Regions from separate parts of the Sus scrofa genome. Here region 1 is linked to region 2. Evidence: chromatin contacts called from public HiChIP or PLAC-seq data. All regions are on one chromosome and are shown on one strand. Each heading gives the region's core, a stretch centred on a gene start, on an enhancer-like site or on the middle of the called end of the contact. The rest is flanking DNA. Distances are from core to core; before and after follow the strand shown.

The links. HiChIP or PLAC-seq counts read pairs in DNA pulled down with a chosen protein or histone mark.
Region 1: an H3K27ac HiChIP or PLAC-seq map of skeletal muscle shows a contact between it and region 2, with 4 times the contacts expected there. The contact joins the promoter of PPP1R3C here to the promoter of ANKRD1 in region 2. A contact is called at or near these places in 2 of 5 promoter capture datasets (fetal liver and fetal skeletal muscle), 2 of 47 Hi-C or Micro-C datasets (fetal heart ventricle and heart right ventricle) and 1 of 2 datasets of contacts at active chromatin or transcription factors (skeletal muscle).

The regions. Positions count from the first base shown.
Region 1 is chr14:103,275,742-103,280,107 of Sscrofa11.1, reverse strand. PPP1R3C (protein phosphatase 1 regulatory subunit 3C) reads left to right here and starts at 1,351. Exons shown (of 2, transcript XM_005671280.3): 1 at 1,351-2,228; 2 at 4,251-4,366. The coding sequence starts at 2,215.
Region 2 is chr14:102,610,436-102,614,658 of Sscrofa11.1, reverse strand. It overlaps ANKRD1 (ankyrin repeat domain 1), which reads left to right and starts at 1,821. Exons shown (of 9, transcript NM_213922.1): 1 at 1,821-1,907; 2 at 2,570-2,749; 3 at 3,629-3,766; 4 at 3,889-3,996. The coding sequence starts at 1,881.

The DNA of each region.
Region 1 (4,366 bases), core at 102-2,601, 670 kb before region 2:
GGAAAGTCTTAAGTTATTTAAAAGTGGTTTCTCAACTACAGAAGAAGTCCATGTTCATTGTAGAAAAATTTAAAAAGACAAAAAACAAAATAACAAAGAAAAATTTACTTACTCAAAATCTCACCATCCAAAAGTAAGCACTGTTAACGTTTTGGTAGAGCATATTCTATTTTCTATGTGTGCACATCTTACCACTAAAACAAGATCACAATACTTTTTTTTTTGTTTGTTTTTTTGTCTTTAGGGGGCTGTACTGGTGGCATATGGAGATTCCCAGGCTAGAGGTCTAATTGGAGCTGTTGCTGCTGCCTATGCCAGAGCCACAGCAACACCAGATCTGAGCCGCGTCTGTGACCTACACCACAGCTCATGGCAATGCGGGACCCCCAATCCACGAAGTGAGGCCAGGGATCGAACCCACAACCTCATGGTTCCTACTCAGACTCATTTCCACTGTGCCATGACAGGAACTCCAGGATCACAACACATTCTTACTTTATGTTTCCCCATAACTTTAATTCGTAATAGCCACTCTTTAGCTCAACATAGGATTGTGAGTAGAGGAGAAAAAACCTCAACTCAGTGTCCTAGTTTTGACTCTGACCTAACCAGCCCCTGGCAAGCAGCTCAGCTTCTCTAAGCTTTAGATGCCTCATCTGTGAAATAAAGCCTCTGAAGCCAGTGATACCTAAGGTGCCTTCCTTTTTTTACCATTCTAATCATTGAGAAGTACTTAAAGGAAATGTTAGCAGAGTAAAAACTAAAACTGAAGGCAAGGGCACTTACTTGAGAGCCACCACAGGTTGAACACACACCAGTCACTATGCTGAGTTTTCCCACCCATACAATTTCATTTAATTATCAGAACAACTTCACTATCTCCATTTTACAGGTGAAGGAGTTGATGCTAGAACTTGCCTAGACTCCAGTGTCAAAGACCGTGTCCCTTCAGTTAGTTTTGGTTGGGCTGAGAGGCCAGCAGATCTGCTCTGAGGTGGATGTTTCCTTTCAAAAAAAATCAAGCCCAAGCATTAAGTACCTTCCCCAGGGCTATTTAGCATGAGTTTCCTTTTCTTTAATAACTCCACTAACAATTCTACTGTTTGAGAGTGATTTAAAAGACACAGAGATTTTTGTACATTTTACATTGTACATTTTGTACATTTTAGAGGACTACTGGATAACTAAGAGAGCAGAAAAAGGACAGGGGTTTTATAAAAATAATTTAAACTCGACTTAGAAATACAATTTTATGGTTGTAACTGATGGTCGAAAACCCCCCCAAACTAAACAAAATTACGAAACCTCAGAGAGGGTAATTGGCTTGGGAGAGTCATGAAACTCGCAGTGTGATATTTTAACATTTTGGTTTTCACATCACTGCCAGAGGACATCAGAACAGAATTGAGGGATTTGGATTGACCACTGGTTTTGTGGCTGACTGGCCGCATGAGCGAAAAAGAAAGCCATTTCATTCCTGGCTTTAGTTTTCTCTTCCAGGGAGAAAAACTGAAGAAATGGTCGCAATACAAAGTGTCTTTTAATTAAATGCTGCCTTACTGTCTTATAGGGTTAATATGGTTTATTAACACTGGTTAGATAGGCAGTCTATTTGTGGGTTCACGTTAACACCAAGATGTGACCGACTGCTCAGGCCAAGGAGAGGGAGAAGATGAGCTGATGCACCAAGCAATGAACAAGATAAAAATTTCAAATACAAATGCATTTGGAACGAGCCACAACGTTCTGCACTAAGATTTTACCGTGCACAGAAGCCTTTAGAAGCGAAAGGGATCTCTTTGCGCCGCAGTCCCGCGGTGCTGGCGCCCGGCCCGGGGGAGGGTTTAGGGCTTTCTCTTCTGGCTTGCACCCGCTACGTGCGCCACGGGGTTGCCTCCGCGGCCCCTCGCCCGGGGTTCGCGTTACGCGGCTCGGGCCAGCTGTCCCAGGGGTACCCCGGCGCCCGCGCTTCCCGCACTACCGCAGTCACGTCCACGGGGCCGGGGCTCGAGTCCCAGCTGAACGCTGGTTGGTCGCGCCCTCGAGCTCGCGGCCTGGTGATTGGTCCCAGCCGTTGGCTCACGTGGTCGGGAGCAGATAAGCGGCCTCTCGGGCGCCGCACCCACAATCCGCCAGAGCTGCCGCCCAGTGGGTACCGCGGGGAGCCTGGTGCGAAATTACGCAGGTAGTGGAGTGCCGCCGCCCCTCTGCCTGATGAGCTGCACCAGGTAGGTTCCCTGCAGACTCTCCGCCTGGGCTCCGAGAGAGCGCGCAGCTGGGGGGAGGTTGGGCTGCGTTTTCCTTCCGTCATCACTGCAAATGGAGAACCCAGGAGAGGGCAAGTAGACTGACTGCTGGCACCGGGGATAACTCCAAGGAGTGGAGATTTCCCATGTGCTTTTTAGGCAGAGCTGGTGTTGGTAAATGGCATCTTAAACCAGAAACTGTCCTAACGTGAGTCAGCTTTAGTTCAGATTCCGTAAGGGATTCTGACCGCATCTTTTTTGTCCCGCACAAATGCCTCAAGGACTAGGACAGCTTAGCTCGTGGGTACAGCGCTCTGAGACTGCTGGTTGGATTGTTTAGCTTTGGGGAAAAACTGCAGGACGATGTTTGCACTCCTGGGTGTTCAGCTCTTCTTATGACGGTTTGCCATAGCAAACTCGGCCTCAGAGTGTGAGCAAATGATTATTTTTTTTAACTCTTGAGTAGGACTTAAAGTTTCAGAGAAATCGCCATATTCAAAAACTGTCTTTCTATAGGTGCAAAAAGTGAAAATACGAAACAGGATCCCCGAAAGAAAGAAAGACAGGAAAAAACCTCCCTCAAACTATTTAAATAGCTTCTCCAGGCATAACTTAGCAGAAGACTTCTCTAAAAATCCTGCCTGTTAACTATTATTAGACCCACAAATGTAGCTTTCCTCTTTCATTTGTTTGTTCTAAGTTTGTAGGTCTCCCAGAAAAAAACCCAGGATTAATAAAGTAAATTCTCTGAGTGTTCTTTTATTATCCATTTTATGACCGAGACCATTTGCCTATATGCTTAGAACTGCTGCTGGCTTACTAAAGCCAGATTGAAGTCACATAATATCCATGCACCTCTTATCTGAAGGTAAAAAATGTCCATAAGCTTGGCAATATATTCTCAGGGCTAAAGGCCAGAAAAAATACTCTTCTTGATGGACACTTCTTTAGAATAGTTTAAATTTTTAAATAGTTTTTGTTTAAATTTTTAAATAATTTTATCTTTCTGGTTATAAATAGCCATTGCCAAAACATTGGAAAATACCAAAAAAGTACAAAGGTAAAAACAGGTCATATATCACCCAGAGATAATGAACTTTTTTTTTATGTTTCCTATTAAACTTTTCAATATGTGTAAGTTCACATATATGGCATATATTAAAAACGGCCTAATTTTCAGGTCACCAGGTTTTTTTCCTCTTATATGTGGACTTGACATGGGTGTCTTTCTGTGTGAAATACAGATTATATAAAGTTTTTTCCTTAAGTGCACAAATTGCTGACTTGCCCTTGAGCTAGTTATCTATGTAAAATGAGGAAGAGCATGATAATGAAAGTGCAATGGTAATCCTCTGATTCACTCTTTCTAGCCTCTCACTCTCAAAACTATTCCATGAGAATTTTTACTGCTCTTTTTCTCTTTTCAGGCAGATGACTGTGCCAGAGAAGTGTAATCAATTCAATAGCAAAATGATCAAAAGCCAAGGGAACATGGTCTGGAACTATGGTTCTAGAACCTATCTGGTCACTAGATCACCCGAGAAGCTTTAAGAAAATATATACCCCCTTGTCCCCATCCCCAGAGGTTCTGCATTAATGGCATTAAGCCCCAAGATTCTGCATTAAAGAAAAAGGAAGAAAATCAACTCCTTAGGCCATTGTGACCAGACAGGTTTGAGAACCACTGGTCCAGAGCAAAGAAAATAGTCTTAGAGCTGTGTTAGAGGCGATCCCACCCAAAACTTTGGTTTCTCAAATGGGGAAACTGAGACCCCAGCTCTTTTAAGCAGTTAACCCATGGCCTTGAGCCAGTGAGGGGTAGAGCCAAACATAAAATTCAGCTCTCATCCCTTCGTACTGTGTTCCTTTCCTACACGAGATAGCACCTCCTTGTTACTGTGCTGGCTAGAATTTCACCAGTACAAAAATAGTACATGCATATCTGGGCCCGGGGCAAGTGCATTCCAGGTCCAGATAGTAACCCCTCTTCTTTTTGTATTCCAGAATGATCCAGGTTTTAGATCCACGGCCTTTGACAAGTTCAGTCATGCCCGTGGATGTGGCCATGAGACTCTGCTTGGCTCACTCACCACCTCTGAAGAGTTTCCTGGGCCCTTATG
Region 2 (4,223 bases), core at 572-3,071:
CATGGGAAATCTGCTCCAGCTCAATGATTCTATGTTTCTGTTGGATGGAATCAAAACTCTTCACCCAAGCATCCACCCACTGGCTGTGTGTCTACAGCCAGTGACTGAACATTTCTATGCCTCAGCAATGAAAGCATTGGTCTTGCTTGAACTTGAGGGCACTAACAGCTCTGGGATTTGATATTCAAGATGCTTAAACAACCCATGACACTTCCCTCAAAAATACCTCCATAGTTCCCCTCAGTTTGGGTCAGGCCTGAAACAAAAAGGTGTAAGAAATGGTAGGAAAAGCTTCAATGACGACTTCTTACTTAGATAAAGAGCCAATGAAAATGGCAATAGTTGTCTCTACCTCAAAGGAAACACCAGTAAATTTCCTTTAAGTAAAACTCCTTTAGGATAGAACATTAGGAGACCAGAACAGACACACAGGAGTTGTTGGGAGGGTCCTTCTTCACCAGCCCTTTGGTTTTTTTTTTTTTTTTTTGGGGGGGGGTGTCAATATCTCATTCTGAAAGTTCCAGAAAAATCATCCCTGGGCTGCTTAGTTCAAGGAGGAAGAGAATGGCAGCTGTGTTTGTTGAGTGGGTACATTTGTGGGAGTGACGGACACAGAAAGGCCAATGTAATATCCTAATTAACACACTTCTCCATTCCGACTCCCTTTCTCTCACTCTGCCCTCCTTTCTTTTACTGAAAAACAAAGGAGGGGTTGTTTAAATGGCTATGGAGATAATAATTCCAGTATCTCCTTGAACTGTAAGGAGACCTAAATATTTTTACATAATTTAACACCTCAGAGATGAGAAACCAGAAACGGATTTTCACCGCACCTCAAAGCAAAGCTCTCAGCTCCTATGCAACCTGTCTCAAACCCTGATGCATCAGAATTGCTGAGTGCTTTGAAAAAAATACAGATTCCTAGGAACTCACCATAAAGCGACTCAGAATGTCCCACAGTGGGGTCCAGGGATGTGTCTTTTTGACAAGCTCCGACAGGTGAGTCTTTTATCCACAGCACCTGAGAACGCTGGCTCTCTGATCGAATCAAGGTCGTACCATAACTACATAGGTTGTCTCACACAACCTATCTCAAGACATTTCAGAAACTTTTTGAGTACTACTTGCTCCAGTAAGTATGCTGTTTTAGAAGGCAGAAAGCATGTCATGTGCTAATTATGGCCAGTGACACCATAAAACAGAAGTGCGTTACTGAATGCTTTCAATTTCTTATAATGATGGTAGGTGGCATGTCATGGGGCCTTTTTAGCCCCAGACATCACTCCAGAGAATTCCAAACAGATATAGACAAGGGCCATTAGGACCCAGATCCTTTCCTCTTGGGCTGTTTGCCCACGGGAATAGGATGTCCTAAAGCAACACTTCCCCCAAGTGACGTGTTGATAAGTCTGGTTATCAGAAAGATATTATTGGGGGTGTGATACACGGGGCATTTACATTTTCCTGATAGGCTTGGTCATATGAAAGCTGACAAAGAAGGAAAAGGAGCAGCGGTGTGGTGCAATGTCAACAGACAGCTGTCCCCTGGCTTCCCGATAAATAGGATGACTTGCATTGCTGAGCGGTGCGGTCACTGACAAAGGAATGGCCCTCTCACATTTCTTCCTGATTCACATATTCAGTGGGGTTACTTGCCCTCCCCTCCCTCTCCTGCTTCCCAGACACTGAGTCTGGAATGAGAATTCACCTGCCTCTGAGTTGGCCACAGGAGGGGGCGGGCTGTTACTTGGGTTCCCAGGTTGGAAGATTATCTCACCCGGCCCTAGCTATATAAACTGACGGCAGTGGAGGGGCTCCCAAGGGCTGACTCCAGGGTTCATCCCCCAGAAGAAAACCATACAGACGAACTTCAGGTCAACATGATGGTTCTGAAAGTAGAAGAGCTGGTATGTAAGGCATTATTTTACACAGTGGAAAACAGTGCAGCCTTGATTTTTATTTGAAAATTGAAATGCCCTTTTCTTTCAGGCATAATGCATAGGTACTCTGAATGTGTCATATATGGAAAATGGTTGGTTTATGTGGTGAAATAAGTGAAACTGGAAAAGATGGAGTTGCCAGGAATGAATTCTCTACCTACTTCCTATTTATTATCTTCTTCGGTTTTCTTACTAAAGTGTGGAATCACATATAGTTATCCAAAATGCCTTAGGGGAGAAGTTCTATTGCAAGAATATATATCTGGAAGCTACTACGCAAGGCAAGGGATCATCAAAAGTACCTAAAATGAAAGAATTTTAAATAATCTCGGGGTGGGGGGAGGTTGTTATGATTTTGCTAGGAAAAAATGTGATTAAGTGGATTAAAAGTAGATTTAAATACATCAACCTAACCTAAACCTTGATTTAGCCAAGACAGGAGGACAAGCATTTGAAGATAATCCCAGAACACTGAAGCAAGGCATCGCGGCCTGCCATCTGAGAGTGTGGGGCATGGAGGCCACTGTCAGCAGAGAGGGAGGCCCAGGGGCTCTCGCCGCATCCTCTGTGGAGAACGACCCCAGGACAGGCCCTGCTACTTCTGACCCTGCTGTCTCCTTCCCTTGCAGGTTACAGGGAAGAAGAACGGCGGTGGGGATGCTGGGGAGTTCCTTCCTGAGGATTTCAGAGATGGAGAGTATGAAGCTGCTGTCACTTTAGAGAAGCAAGAGGACCTGAAAACCCTTCCGGCCCACTTTGTGAGCCTGGGAGAACAACAGTGGAAAATTGAGAAAGAGCGCGAGGCCGAGGTAAGGACCGTCCATGAAATTCACCAGAGGGAGCTTGGAGGTGGAGGTGCCAGGCAGGAAGGAGAGGAGAGAGACAAAGTGAATGCAACCATTCCAATGACATTTCTTTACCAAATTCGAACCGATAAAGAGGCAACTTCAATGGGAGAAGCTGTAGGAAATAATTCTTTGGCAAGACTATGACCTCTGGATTCAGAATCAATCACTGAATGTCCTATAACCATGTTCTGACTGACAGACTCAGAAAGAGAAACGTGTCCAGTGAATTCCTGATGTCATATACTGCCAAGTTAATCCCAAGCAAGGGAGCCTCCTTTTTCTCACTGATGTGGTTTGTGGTCATTGTGATCACTCTTTGACTGTGGCCTCTTTCTGTGCTGACAAATGTATTGCTGGGTGAACTTTCATTACTTACTAACCACAGATGAAACATGCATTAGTGAGCTGTAGTTCCTGGGACAAGACCGTCTGTTTCATGAGCTCTGCTTAGTGGGGCACCTGAGAGACACTGGCATTGACATTTTAGAGCTTAAAACTTACCACTGGAGTCTTCTGAGTTAAAAGAAAAATCATGAGCATTATAGAAATAATTACAAAATCATCACTTAGAGACTAGATCCTATCTCTAATGAAAAGTTCATGCTTCAAGCATCGAGATGTGAAGATGAAGGCAATTAGCTGAAAAATTAGACCTCAAAATACCTGAATAAGAAATCACTAAATTGAAGTCAAAGACTTATTTTTAATTTTTTTTACTTCTTATTTTTCTGCTCACACCGTTCACATACCTAGCTTGGATCTTAAAGATTTTGTTTAGACACAAGCAGAATGCTTGTCAGTAGAACTCACTGTATTCTGAAACATGGATTTCTTTTTTAGCTCAAGAAGAAGAAACTAGAACAAAGATCAAAGCTTGAAAATTTAGAAGACCTTGAAATAATCATTCAACTGAAGAAAAGGAAAAAATACAGGAAAACGAAAGTTCCAGTTGTGAAGGAACCTGAACCTGAAGTCATTGTAAGGGTTGTCTGGTTTTGCAATATTACGCCTCGGTGTTATGCTAAGAGGAATGTCTGTTGGGGGGTTTGACTGAATGTTGGAAGCTCATGGTAACCTTCACCCTGTGTTTCTGGCTTTAGACAGAACCTGTGGATGTGCCTAGGTTTCTGAAAGCTGCCCTGGAGAATAAACTGCCAGTGGTAGAAAAATTCTTGTCAGACAAGAACAATCCAGATGTCTGTGATGAGGTAAGACTTCTACAAAGCACTGCAAAATCCAGCTCATTAATTTTGTGCTTCTTATGCTTTCTTGCAGCCTTGCTAATCTGGTGCCAAAAAATCAATCCACCTGAAACAGTCTCCCCAGCTGTTGCCACATATGCCAGTAGCTTTAACAGGAGAGTGCAGTGGTCCAAAAAGAGAAAATGCTGGATTAGCGCTATGGACTGCATTATTTTTTGCACTCTCATATACTT